Regions from separate parts of the Ovis aries genome. Here region 1 is linked to region 2. The links are chromatin contacts, called in public Hi-C maps. All regions are on one chromosome and are shown on one strand. The core of a region is the stretch at or near the end of the contact, and the rest is flanking DNA. Distances in the headings are between cores, read along the strand shown.

Region 1 (6,595 bases), core at 942-3,441, 110 kb before region 2:
AAACCAGGCAAACTAGCTTATGGTATTCAAAGTCAGGATACTGTTTACAGTACTTGTAGGGAAGAGGTAGTGGAGAGTGATGGAGAAGGACTCTAAGAGAGCGTCTAATTTTAAGTCTGGATGGGTTCACTTTCATCAAGCTTATGATTTGTGCACTTTTCTGTATGTTATTTCATTCTCTGGTGGCTCAGACGGTAAAGACTCCGTCTGCAATGAGGAAGACCTGGGTTCGATCCTTGGGTTGGAAGGGTCCCCTGGAGAAAAGAATGGCTACTTACTCCAGTATTCTGGCCTGGAGAATTCCATGGACTGTACACACAAAGAGTCAGACATGACTGAGTGACTTTCACTTCAAAAAGTGAATACTGTTTTTCTCCTGATTGTGAGGATTACATAGAAGAATTGATCTCAAGCAACTGGTGCGTAGTATATGACTACTCAATATTAGTTAGTTCCCTTCCTTTCGTCTGATTAATATTCCCTGTTCCTTAGGGTACAGCGCCCCAGTTGACTGCTGTGTACTTCAACAGGTCAGTCAAGGGAATGCGAGACTGGTGAGTAAGCCAGTTCATATTTGCAAATTCACTCAAGGAATGGCAGCCACCTGGCCTCGGTGTGTTTAGGAAATGTAAGGGTTCTGGGCAGGAGAGCTAGCGGTGGTGAAATGGAGAAGCATCCATTCACTGAGTTTCCAAGGCAAAGTGGCCGCAGGGCCATAAAAGCAGGAGCTGGAGCTGGAGCTGGGATTGCACTCAATGACACCGGAACCTTACGTATTGCTTACTTTCCCAGAAGTGCAGTTTCCCATGACCTCCCCCTGCAGCCTTCTTAGGCCTGTCACCTCCTTCTTCGGTGTGGTTCTGCCAAAAGCCACTTTGGCAGTGATCTTTGAGGTTCTGAGGTCTGTGGGTTTCCCTCTTACTGCTGAAGTTCAAAATCCAAGCCACTGAAACATCAGGGTAATAGATTTCCTTGTGGTTCATAAAAGATTTCGTGTTTTATGAAAGGTTTTAGTGCAAACAGCCACACCACTAGCCAAGGCTCTGGGATCCAATGTAGGTAGGTGAGTTCTGGGTCTTGGGGAGAAATAAAGTGAAAATCGCTCAGTCATGTCTGACTCTATGCAACCCCATGGACTATACAGTCCGTGGAATTCTCTAAGCCAGGATACTGGAGTGGGTAGCCTTTCCTTTCTCCAGGGGATCTTCCTGACCCAGGGATTGAATTCAGGTCTCCCGTATTGCAGGTGGATTCTTTACTAGCTGAGCTATCAGGGAAGCCCAAGGGTAGAAACAGCCTCCTGAAATCATTTTACAGTGGGCTGTGTTCCAAATGATGGCCTGTGAGCTACTGTCTTTGAAGTCGTTGAAAACACCAGCATTGGATGGGGTGGGCAGGAGGAGATTTCTTCTCCCATTTACTCGTGGTAGGAGTGAGGGCTAGAAAATGAATCTCTAGGGCAGAGACTGTATCAGGGAGCAAGGGGGTTGCTTAAAAATGGGTTGAGGATTGTTCCCTGGGGTCTGGGAAGGGCAAGTGTTAGGACATAGTTCAGGGATTATTGGGTTACTGCTCCTAAGAGTTGGTTGTTGTTTAGTCACTGAGTCATGTCCCGACTCTTTTTGTGACCCTGTGGACTGTAGCCCACCTGGCTCCCCTGTCCATGGGATTTCCCAGGCAAGAATACTGGAGTGGGTTACTATTTCCTTCTCCAGGGGATCTTCCCAACCCAGGGACTGAACCCGAGTCTCCTGCACTGGGGCAGGCGAAGAGCCGCCTGAGAAGCCCCTGTGATACAAATCCCGAACACCTACCCACCCACCCAAAGAGCATAGTTCCCATGACATTCCGACTCCTTCCTTTTTGTCTCTCTTGAAAATCCACCACCAAGCTTGGGGACTTCACTCCAGTGAAATTCTAAGTGTTGCCAGGTTTTCATGTAAGATTCTTGTTGTGGTGTGGGTAGCTGTGACTGTTGTTGGGGTGTGGGTAGCTGTGATTGGTGGATGACTCATATAGCCATCCATGGTTACCAGTTACACTGAGTTGTAACCCCATTTTTGCTTTCTGTACGACAAAGTTTTGTAAACATACTCTTAAAAAAAAAAGTAATAGAGACCATGGGAAAGAACGAAGGAGCTCGGCTGTCAACGGCAGGTGGCAGTGCAGGGCGCACGCTGGCCGGCACAAGGGGAACCGAGCCGCCAGTTTCTTGGGGATGGTGTGACAGTTCCAAGTATCACACCAGCAGGGAAGGTCAGCAGCGCTTCCTGGGTAAGAAATGTTCATTTAAATGAAACATGAACTCTCAGACTCTTAGGAAACTTAGCAGAAGCACAAGTTTTATTATCTCCATGCACGTGGGAGACAGGAAGAGCTTCTTCTCCCGGCTTGAAAAAGCAGATTTGTAAGTGCGTATCCCTTCCAGGAAAAAGGTGTCAGTTTAAATGTTATCAGCACTGTACATCATTTAGTTAAAAGAAACCAATCAGACTCTTTAGCAGTTTGTGATTACTTTCATAGGAGACACCATCAGTCTCTGAATTCCAGGGGTCTATACAATTCTCCTTTGTCAGAATAGCATTTAGAAAGGCAGCTTTCTGAGTCATATCTGCTTTTTATGCAGCTGTTAAGGTATAGGAGGTCTTCCCTAGTGGCTCAGATGGTAAAGAATCCACCTGCAGTGCAGGAGACCTGGGTTCTGAGTTGGAAAGATCCCCTGCAGAAGGGAATGGCTACCCACTCCAGTATTCTGGCCTGGAGAATTTTATGCCCAGAGGAGCCTGGCAGGCTACAGTCCATGGGGTCACAAAGAGTCAGACACGACTGAGCGACTTTCACTTTTCACTTTAAGGGACAGGAAGATATTATCGGCTTATCTTGCTGAGTTTTTGTTCTCCACCCAGTTCAGTAATTATCCAAACCAAGCAGTGTAGCCTCACTAATTGCTTTGGAGAAAATGAATGCTAGACTCCAAAACTCAAAACTTAGAACATGCAGGGAGAGGTCAGGACGGGATTTTATTATTATTTGACTGTAGATTCTGCAGTGTTTTATATTCACAGGACTGCCAAGGATCTGGGACTATAAAACACAGATGGTATCAGAGGCCCAGGATATATGGGGGAAAACAGGAGACAAGCACATTGTCTTAATACTTTCCAGATAATTGGAAATAATTTTTTATAAAATTAAAAGATCAAAGTTGCCCAAGCACTTGGTACTGAAAGTCAAATAGTTCTCGAGGCTTATGATAGAATCAGTACACGCCTGTTCCACTCCTCTCGCTGCTCCTAGAAGTGATCACCTTGAAGTTTCTTTTGGATACACTTTTCTGTAGGTGCAGTTTGGGGCTTCACATGGGCATTTATCTATTTACTTCCTGAAGATTTAGTTCAGTTACACTCCCTCCTGTCTTCCCCTCCCCATATCCTGCCAAGGTGCTTTTATCACCGTTTTGGGTTAGAGCAAACTTCAGTGTATACCTTATTTTCACTCTTTTCACAGCTGTGTTAGGTGATAGCCTATGTGTACATTTCATTTCCTGTACAATTTTCTGCTTTGCTCAGAATTTATAATCATCTGACTTTTTGTCTGTTTAATTTTATAAGTATCTAATTTATCCCAAATTCTCTGCCTCATACAAGGAAACTTTTTGTTGGTGCTGTTAATCAAATGCATTAAGTATATTATCAATTAACATCAATTTCTATTAGGACATATGCCCCCTGAGCCCTTTCCCCTGGGATCCTACCTGGGGCCTCTCTGGGCTCACTCCTGGGTTCTCCCTTCATGTACATCCTGTTTTTGTTTGTTTTGCTTTTCCCCGGGGCTATATCCTTATTTCCTCAGTCACGCTGCTGCAGAAGTAATGGGCGGTAACAGGGTCAGGGAAATGTTTCGGGCACCAGAGTTTCCCTGTACGTGCTTTGAAAGTCTCTCCAATCCATTTAGCCTTTAAATTTTCTCGGTTTATACTTTGATGAAACAAAATCTCTAATATTTTTAGGAAAAAAAAATTGCCTATCACCAAATTATTATTTTTTCTTTAAGCCTGAAGGAATAAGAGATGGTGATACAGTCTGCTGGGGTTCCCCTGACAAACAAGACTTAAGACCTACTATGCATGGAAGAGAGCTTTCAGTTTGAACACAGTTACTTTACCAATAAACACAAAATCGGTTTAAACTAAAGGTTGCAATACATGGGGAAAAACTTTAATGCTTTGAAAGCTAGATGTCTCAGATGGGAAGTTTTTCCCCCTAGTAGTTCCACTACACTTTTTTTATTTGGCCACGCTGCAGTTTGTGGGATCTTAGTTCCCCAGCCAGGAAACTGAACCCAGGCTCTTGGCAGTGAAAGTGTGGAGTTCCAAACAGTGGCCCACCAGGGAATTCCCTATTGTTGTTGTTTTTATGGGACTTTTTCTAAATAATCTTCAAGCATCCTTTAGTACACAAGTCACAAATATGACTTTTCACAAAGGATGTTTCCATTAGACAAGTGTATGTGATTGTGAGAGTTTTGGTCTTCATTTACATATAGATTCTGAGAATCCACCCACCCCACCGTGATATCCTGACACCTGCTACCTTTTTCTGAACCAGCCTTGTCAAGGTCGCTGTTAATGTACAGTTTGCTCTATACAGCTCACCAATGTTAATATACTGTTGTACTCCTTACCAGGCACTGGACACCCCACCTGGAAACACCCACATCCCTGGGCTTCCCTGATATAACTCTCACAAAAGTTTCCATCTTAAAGGGTACAGTTCAATAGTGTTAAGTATATTCAGATTGTTGTCGAATACGGCACAGCTGTTTCATTTTGCAGAACTGAAACTCTACCCATTAAGGAACTGTGACTCATTTCTCCCCTCCTCCCGGGCAATCACTCTTCTCCTTCTGTTTCTATGAATGTGAGTACTCCAGGTATGTTGTGTGAGCAGAAGCATACAGCATATGCCTTTTTACGACTGGCTTATTTCCCTTAGCATGATGTCATCAAGGTTCATCATGCTGGAGCACGTGCCGGGATTTTCTTCCTCTCTAAAGCTGAATAATATTCCATTGTATATATTTACCGCATTTTGGTTATTCATTCATCTGTTGATGGACATCTGGGTGTCCACTTCTAACTCCTGGTTTTTGTACACAGTGCTGCTATGAACATTAGTGTACAAACACCTCTTCAAGATCCTGTTTTCAACTCTTATGGGTATATACTCAGAAGTGGGATTGCTGGATCCCATGGTAGTTTTCACTTTTTGAGGAACTTGCATACTGATTTCCACAGGACTGTACCATTTTACATCATGAGAAATGCTGGGCTGGAGGAAGCACAAGCTGGAATCAAGATTGCTGGGAGAAATATCAAGGACCTCAGATATACAGATGACACCACCCTTATGGCAGAAAGGGAAGAACTAAAGAGCCTCTTGATGGAAGTGAAAGAGGAGAGTGAAAAAGCTGGCTTAAAGCTCAACATTCAGAAAACTAAGATCATGGCACCCGGTCCCATCACTTCATGGCAAATAGATGGGGAAACAGTGGAAACAGTGGCTGGTTTTATTTTGGGGGGCTCCAAAATCACTGCAGATGGTGATTGCAGCCATGAAATTAAAAGATGCTTACTCCTTGGAAGGAAAGTTATGACCAACCTAGACAGCATATTCAAAAGCAGAGACATTACTTTGCCAACAAAGATCTGACTAGTTATGGCTATGGTTTTTCCAGTAGTCATATATGGATGTGAGAGTTGGACTATAAAGAAAGTTGAGTGCCAAAGAATTGATGCTTTTGAACTGTGGTGCTGGAGGAGACTCTTGAGAGTCCCTTGGACTGCAAGGAGATCCAACCAGTCCATCCTAAAGATCAGTCCTGAGTGTTCATTGGAAAGACTGATGGCTTAAGCTGAAACTCCAATACTTGTGGCCACCTGATGCGAAGAACTGACTCATTTGAAAATACCTTGATGCTGGGAAAGATTGAGGGCCAGAGGAGAAGGGGATGACAGAGGATGAGATGGTTGGATGGCATCACTGACTCAATGGACATCAGTTTGGGTAAACTCCAGGAGTTGGTGATGGACAGGGAGGCCTGGCGGGCTGCGGTTCATGGGGTCACAAAGAGTCAGACATGACTGAACTGAACTGTTCCACTTTACGATCTCACAAACAGTGCAGCAGGGTTCCAATTTCTCCCCATCTTCACCAACACTTGTTACTTATTTACTTTTTTCTGATAGTGTCTTTCTAATGGGTGTGAGAAAATACTGGCTTGTGGTTTTGATTTCCATTTCTCTGTTGCTCTGATGATTAGTGACATGGAACATCTTCTCATACGTTTGTTGGCCATCTGTTACCACTTCTGAAGAAACGTCCATTCAAGTCCTTTGACCACTTTCGAATCAGGTTATCTGATTTTTTTTTCTGTTAAGTTGCAGAATTTCTCTATATATTCTGGATATTAACTCCTTATCAGATATATGGTTTGCAAACATTTTCTGCCAGTCTGTATGCTGTCCTTCCACTGCGGTGTCCTTTCATGCACAAGTTTTAAAGTTTGATGTTAGTCCCATTAGTCTAGTGTCTCT
Region 2 (6,656 bases), core at 2,639-5,138:
TGACCAGAATATTTTTTTATTGATATATAATGTTAAGGTTGCATAATTCATTTTCCTATCTGTAATTCTCCAAGTTACATTCTCCCTCTGAGGTTCTGGGTTAGGGCGACGAATCCTGGTTTTACTCTGCATACAGTCAGCATAATCTGAGCCACCTGTTTCTGAGAGGCCACCACCTCTTTTGTCATCAAAACCTGATGTCAGCATTTTGTTCTCTTGTTTAAGGCAACAGATCTGTATGTGTTTACATACAATGATCTGGGGATTTTCTAAGCACTCACCGGCTTCCCCAGCGGCTCAGATGGTGAAGAATCAGTGTGCAATGCAGGAGACCTGGGTTCGACCCCTGGGTCCGAAAGACCTCCTAGAGAAGGTAATAGCAACCCGCTCCAGTATTCTTGCCTGGAGAATTCCATGGACAGAGGTACCTGGTTGGGCTGTAGTCCATAGGGCCACAAAGAATTGGACATGGCTGAGCAACTATAACACCCTCACTTCACTTTGGCAAAGATGGACACTTCTTTGTCCATCAGAACCAGTATAAATAAAGCGAATCTTTTATCGAGGGCTTTTTGATACAGTCGTCTCATATCTGGGGACCCATACATATACCAAGGAAAGCAAAACTCATATGCCTGAGTAGAATATATGCTTGGCTTGATTTTAAAGTGTAAGACTGCTAGTCACCCAAATCATTAGGAGGATGATTATTGTATAATCTGAGATATCACACGACCATTGAAAATGATCATTGTGAAGATGGTGCTACACCACAGGGAAATGCCAGCATTGGTCAGCTACTGCTGCCAAGCAAACAAACTTAGAATCTCAGTCATACAGGAAATCTTTATTTCTTCTGCATTTGCAGGTCAGTTGGATTTTGGCTGATCCAGGCCAGATCAGTGGAACTTGGCTGATCAGTTGAGTCGACGTCGCTCATTCCTCCATGACTGGTGGGCTGCTCAAGACATCGTCTTTACAAGATGGTAGCAGAAGCTCAGGAGAGTAGGCCTAATGCTGAAATGGGTAGAGCCTCTGTACACATCACAGCTACTAACATCTCATTGGCCGAATAAAGCCCTATGGACAAGTCCACATCAAGGGGGTGGAAAACACACTCCACCTCTGGTGTCAGGAACTATACGTGGTGTAGATCTAGGGAGTGAGGAAGCCTTGAGACGAATAATACAAGCTACAACAGTGCCTCACAAAAAGTTTACATGGAAAACACGCACACACATGATATGAAGTTGATCGTCTAACTTCATAGTAACTATGTAAAAATATTTTTTGCAAGTCAACAAAGAATAGAGATAAATAAGCAAAATTGAAAAAATAATTTGCCTAGATAGCAAATTGATAAGAACCTTTTATTTTGCATTTCTCCAGTTCTCAAAGTTACATAATAGAATCACCTTTTTAAAATTGGAGTGTAGCTGATTTACAATGTGTGTTAGTTACTTTTCTTTATTAAAGTAAGTTTTAGAAGCTTCTCATAGCAGGCATATTATTTGACCAAATGAACTGTTTTATCTATTATATTAAGGGTCTGTAGAAAAATGTAGATTTCTAAGTACATTCAAGTTAGCCATTTGTTCTTAGTCCCCGTCAATTCCTAATCTCAAACTCAAATCTAACAAACTTCCATCAACATGGACCTTTGCCTAAAAACAGTTTAAATTCCTTTATTCTCTTAAATTCTTCACTATGGCAGTGTTAATTATTCTCCACACTGACCTCTCTGAAGTCTCCAAAATCAGATATTCATTCTATTGACTAGAAGCATTGTTCCAGTAGATTCTGATTTTCTGAAAGGAGCAAGTCCATTCAATAAATAATTAATGAGCACCTGCCATATTCAAGGCACTCTACTAGTTACTTTTGGGGGAACTAAAGAGGTGTAAGTGCCATCCTTACTCTCAAGGGGCTCACAATCTAATGGGAAGAGAAAAGTGTACCTATACACTTGGGGACAGAAAGAACAGACCAGAAGAAGGAAGCGTGCACGAGTCCTCAGCCCTGGCGGCATAGTGGAGTCATTTGGACAACTTTTATGAAGTGTCCAAGCCCATGCCTAGAGATGCTGATGTAATTGGTCTGACGTCTGACTTGATGACTGTTTTGGCTTATTTTTAATATTTATTCATTTCTATGTTTTTATTTAGTTGGCTGCACCTTGTCTCACGTGTGGCGTGCAGAATCTTCACTTGCAGCACATGAACTCTTAGTTTCAGCACGTAGTAGGATCTAGTTCCCTGACCAGGGGTGATCGAACCTGGGCTCCCTGCATTGGGAGCGCTTGAGTCTTATCCACTGGACTACCAAGGAAGTACCTGATATTTTTATAAACTCCTCAGAGGGTTATAAAGAGCAGCCAGGATTGAGAACCCCTGGATTAGGCCTTCTACTTTAAGTTTGACCGAACTCTCTGCATAGTACTGACAAAGACTCTCACGTGCAATCCTTAAAGCAGTTGATTCTTTTTTAAAAATAAATTATTTTATCAAAAATTATACAATGTATGCAAATAGTTTAAAGTCCAGAAAGTCAAATGGCGCTGAGGCTTACGACTAAAATTTAGCAGTCCCCATTCTCTCCATCCCCCAGTTCTTCCTGCATTTTTGACTCTTTAAATTATTTGTAGAGCATTCACACACCTTCAGTTCTCCAAATGTTAACATACTCGTATCTCTTGCTTCATCAAAAACGAATTAACTGGGACTTCCCTGGTGGTTCAGTAGTTAAGAACCTGCCTTTCAGGAAATGTGGGTTCGATCTCTGGTTTGGGAACTAAGATCCCACATTCTTTGGGGCAACTCAGTCTTCGCCCCGCAACTACTGAGCCCGTGGGCCACAACTAGAGAGTCCATTGCGCTGCAGTGAAGGATTCCGCATGACGCAACTAAGAACCGATGCAGCCAAAAATAAACCCAAAAAATGAAAACAGAAAACTAACTAATTGTGGAATTTTTTTTTCTCCCACTTAAAAGTACCCTGAAGCCCCCAAGGAAAGGCAAACAGAAGTAGGTAGTTGGAGCAACAGGAGGCAGAGGAAGCTTCTGTTCAATCCAGGGAAAGGAGAGCTGACGACTGTCAGGTTCAGACTGGCTGCCTTGGTGACCCAAGCAGTTCAGAGAGGCAGCTAAGAGCACTTTTCTAAGCCCCACCCACCTGCTCTCCCGCCTCTTGGAAAGCTGATGGGCTTTATCTGAAATGATAGCCAAAAGCATATATCCACACTTTCTCCTGGACTTACGCTTGGAGAGCACCCTACTCCACCTCCAAAATAAGCCAGTGAGGCGGGGGTGGGTTAGAAACACTGGAAGATGGACTTAAAACGAAGGATGCATTCGACGAGTAAGTTAGAGTGTTATCCTGGGAAGCCCTAAAAATTAGTTTGGCTTGAAGACTTCAGGGACGCCCTGGAGATACATTAGCAGGGATGTCACAAAATCAGTTCTGTATGTAAGGAGCACCTCTGTGACTGTTGGCTTCCCTGGTGGCTCAGGTGATAAAAGCATTTGCTTGCAATGCGGGAGAAACGGTTTCGATCCCTGGGTTGGGAAGATCCCCTGGAGAAAGAAACGGCAACCCACTCCAGTTCTCTTGCCTGGAAAATTCCATGGATGGAGGAGTCTCGTAGGCTACAGTCTATGGGGTCGCAAAGAGTCGGAGACGACTGAGCGACTTCACTTTCACTTTCACTTTTCTGTGGCTGGACAAGATGAAAGCTGGATTGGATTAGAAAACTCAGAGGCAAAGGACCCATCATAAGTCCCAGGGAAGAAGTGGAGGGGAGTGGGGAAGACCAGTGACCCCGCAAATGGAGGCCCAGTGCCAGGAGGCAGTTCTGTGGCTCCATGCTATTCTGACCGAGCCTTGATGTCCTCGCTTGTGACAGATGAAAGGGCGAAGCTGCCACCTGCTGGGGAGCAGGGAGACTCTGCTCTCTGTCCCTTCCTATACTGTTTGAAATAATTTTCAGAAGGTTGCCCTCTTTTCATAAAGCAGGTAGAGGTGTTTGATGGCTTTCGAGGCAAAACAGAGCTTATGAACTTCCTCTGACAGGGCATACTCCGGACTGAGCCCAAACACAATATTCCTCTCCAGGCCTGAAAACTGCTGAATACTGTCTAAAACAATGTGACCATCCAGAACACCAGAGGCCTGGCTGAACACAACCTTTGTGGGTCCACAGGTCTCAAATAATTCCATTGCTCTTAGCAGTGCAAGCTCATAGCGTCCTCTGTCCTCTGCTCTCCTGCACAGAATTGCTATGTCTCTGGGCAGATAGCCACACTGGAACAGGTGGTGACATCTTTCTGCCACGTGTCTCGCAATTTCTTCTGTGGTCAAGTTAGTCTCTGTCTCACACACCCCAGGCAAAGCCTGGGCACGCATTGCTTCTTCATACGAAGCTTCCCTGAACGCCGCCAGTGTGTCTGGAGACACGCTGGGGTGAGGGTTTTCCTTGATCCTCTTCATTTCTTCTTTCATGAGCATCGCTATTTCCAGAGCACAGTGGATCCCGCTGGTGATTGTTTTCCGAGGAAACTGAGCAGATGGAGGCGGAAGGCCGTTGCCATCTCCATGATGGACTTGGAAAGGGTCCAGAAAAAGCCAGAGAATCCCATGGTGTGGGTTTTCACTTCCAGCACCCCTCACCTTTGGGTGGGTGATGCTCTTGGCCTTCATGTACCAGTCACCATATTTACTGCAGAAATGCTCAGTTTCATCCATCACTATGTGCTTGATCTTTGGGAACTCCCCTCCCATGAAGGTTTTCCGGGTCACAGCTCGGCAGGTCGTTTGCTGGCTGTAAGGAGGAAGGAGAGAATAGGGCTTCAGGCATAAAAATGAAAGGAACGCCATGCATTTATGACTCTCTGGATTGGCATTCAAGACTGGCTCTCATCCAGAAGCTGATTCACTGATTCAGCAGTGTCCTGAATACTACAAAAATGCTCTTCTTACAAGGCTCCTGACATCAATTGTTGTTTAGTCACTAAGTCAGGCTTCCCAGGTGGCACTAGTGGTAAAGAACCTGCCTGCCAATACAGGAGATGTAAGAGATGGGGGTTCCATCCCTGGGTCGGGAAAGATCCCCTGGAGGAGGGCATGGCAATCCCCTCCAGTATTCTTGCCTGGAGAATCCTTTGGACAGAGGAGCCTAGTGGGCTATAGTCCATAGGGTCTCATGGAGTTGGACACGACTGAAGTGACTTAGCATGCACGCACAGTCGCTAAGTCACGTCCAGCTCTTTTGCGACCCCATGGACTATAGCCTGCTGGGCTCCTCTGTCCATGGGATTTCCAGGCAAGAATACTGGAGTGGGTTGCCATTTCCTTTTTCAGGGGATCTTCCTGACCCAGGAGTCAAACTCGTGTCTCCTGCTTGGCAGACAGATTCTTTACCACTGAGCTACCTAGAAAGCCTGACAGAATGCATATTGCAAACCCTAATCCTTGGAGCTATCAAGTTAAATCAGCATGTGAGACTTTTAAAATGAACTCAGGTAGAAGATTTTGTTATTTCTACTACAGTCCATTTCTACTGCTTAACAATCCCTAAAGATAAATTCCTTATATCTAAGGGAAATCTCAAAATGAATTTACACTTGTTACTACTATTTCTTTACTTTCTATCTTTTTTAGAGCTGATAAGCAGTCGCCTAGAGGCATATCATAATTTTCATATGAAAAAGAAATATGGGCTCCTATAAGTTCCTCTAAAGAAAACCCTCCTTTCCCACTTATTTTTAGTACAATGCCAGAAGCCTCTCTAGATTTTGGTTAGGAAAGCGTCGAGAGGTTTCTGAGTTCCATGACGTGTCAGGATGTTAGGTAGGGTACCAAGTCTACAGGGCTATGCCTCCATGAAGCTACCATCCTACTTACTTAGCTCAATTTTCATTTATAGTATATTATATCATATAAATAGATACACATGCATATATGTACTTAAAAATTTTTAGTTGTTTATCGCCTCCTCTAATTTAGATTCAAGTCATATCACCCATCCCTACAGATTTCCTGATTTTGCACATGTAGTCCCTGGGGCTTTAATCCCTTTGTCCAGAATCACAAACCCCTGAGTCACAACTATTCAAGTTCTTTTCTTTCAGTTTGCACAGTGTAGACTTCTTGAAGAAAAGCGCTGATTCTTAGCCATCTCTGTATCCCCCTCACATTGTGCTCATCGATACTTGTTCAATTTAACTTGGCTTTTGCCTGGGGTTCTCTTAAAACTTACCTATAAAGCATAAGAAAGAACATAGCTTCAGCACAGTTTAGAAGATCCTTCATTATCTGGCATCTGCCTCCTTTCCAACTTCATCGTTTGTCACACACCCGCAGCTCCTCACTGCTCCAGGCAGACCTACCATTCTGATTCATCTCCATGCCTTTCTATTTGCTGCGTCCTTTGCCCAAAGAGCCCCCAATTAATGCACTCCTCCTATTGACCTCTTAAAAAAGAAGTCAGGATGTCCTTCATTGGAGAGTATTTGCTGACCAAACTACAGCCTAAGCTAAGTTTAAGCACATCTTTACTATCATACTAATTATACAACATTCCCATTGCTTATTTTTCTCTTTGTCTGTCTTACTGGGCTTTACGGCAAGGTCTTCAACATATTTTCCTCCTCTAACACTAA

Evidence for each region. Hi-C and Micro-C count contacts between places; a contact is called where the count stands out from the background.
Region 1: a Hi-C map of blood shows a contact between it and region 2, with 7 times the contacts expected there. The contact joins two enhancer-like sites. A contact is called at or near these places in 8 of 16 Hi-C or Micro-C datasets (blood, hypothalamus, liver and 5 more).

The regions. Positions count from the first base shown.
Region 1 is chr11:14,625,112-14,631,706 of ARS-UI_Ramb_v3.0, reverse strand. No RefSeq gene overlaps it. Among named protein-coding and RNA genes, the nearest start is that of UNC45B, 36 kb to the left of the region's middle. Within about 2 kb of position 2,191, at least 7 of the 54 cell types and tissues checked have an H3K27ac peak or open chromatin away from gene starts, as enhancers often do.
Region 2 is chr11:14,513,128-14,519,783 of ARS-UI_Ramb_v3.0, reverse strand. It overlaps LOC101113085 (protein SLFN14), which reads right to left. Exons shown (of 5, transcript XM_042255407.2): 5 at 1,357-4,816. The coding sequence ends at 3,982. LOC121820551 (a long non-coding RNA gene) reads left to right here. Exons shown (of 3, transcript XR_006061090.2): 2 at 1-373; 3 at 869-1,263. Among named protein-coding and RNA genes, the nearest start is that of PEX12, 28 kb to the right of the region's middle. Within about 2 kb of position 3,888, at least 14 of the 54 cell types and tissues checked have an H3K27ac peak or open chromatin away from gene starts, as enhancers often do.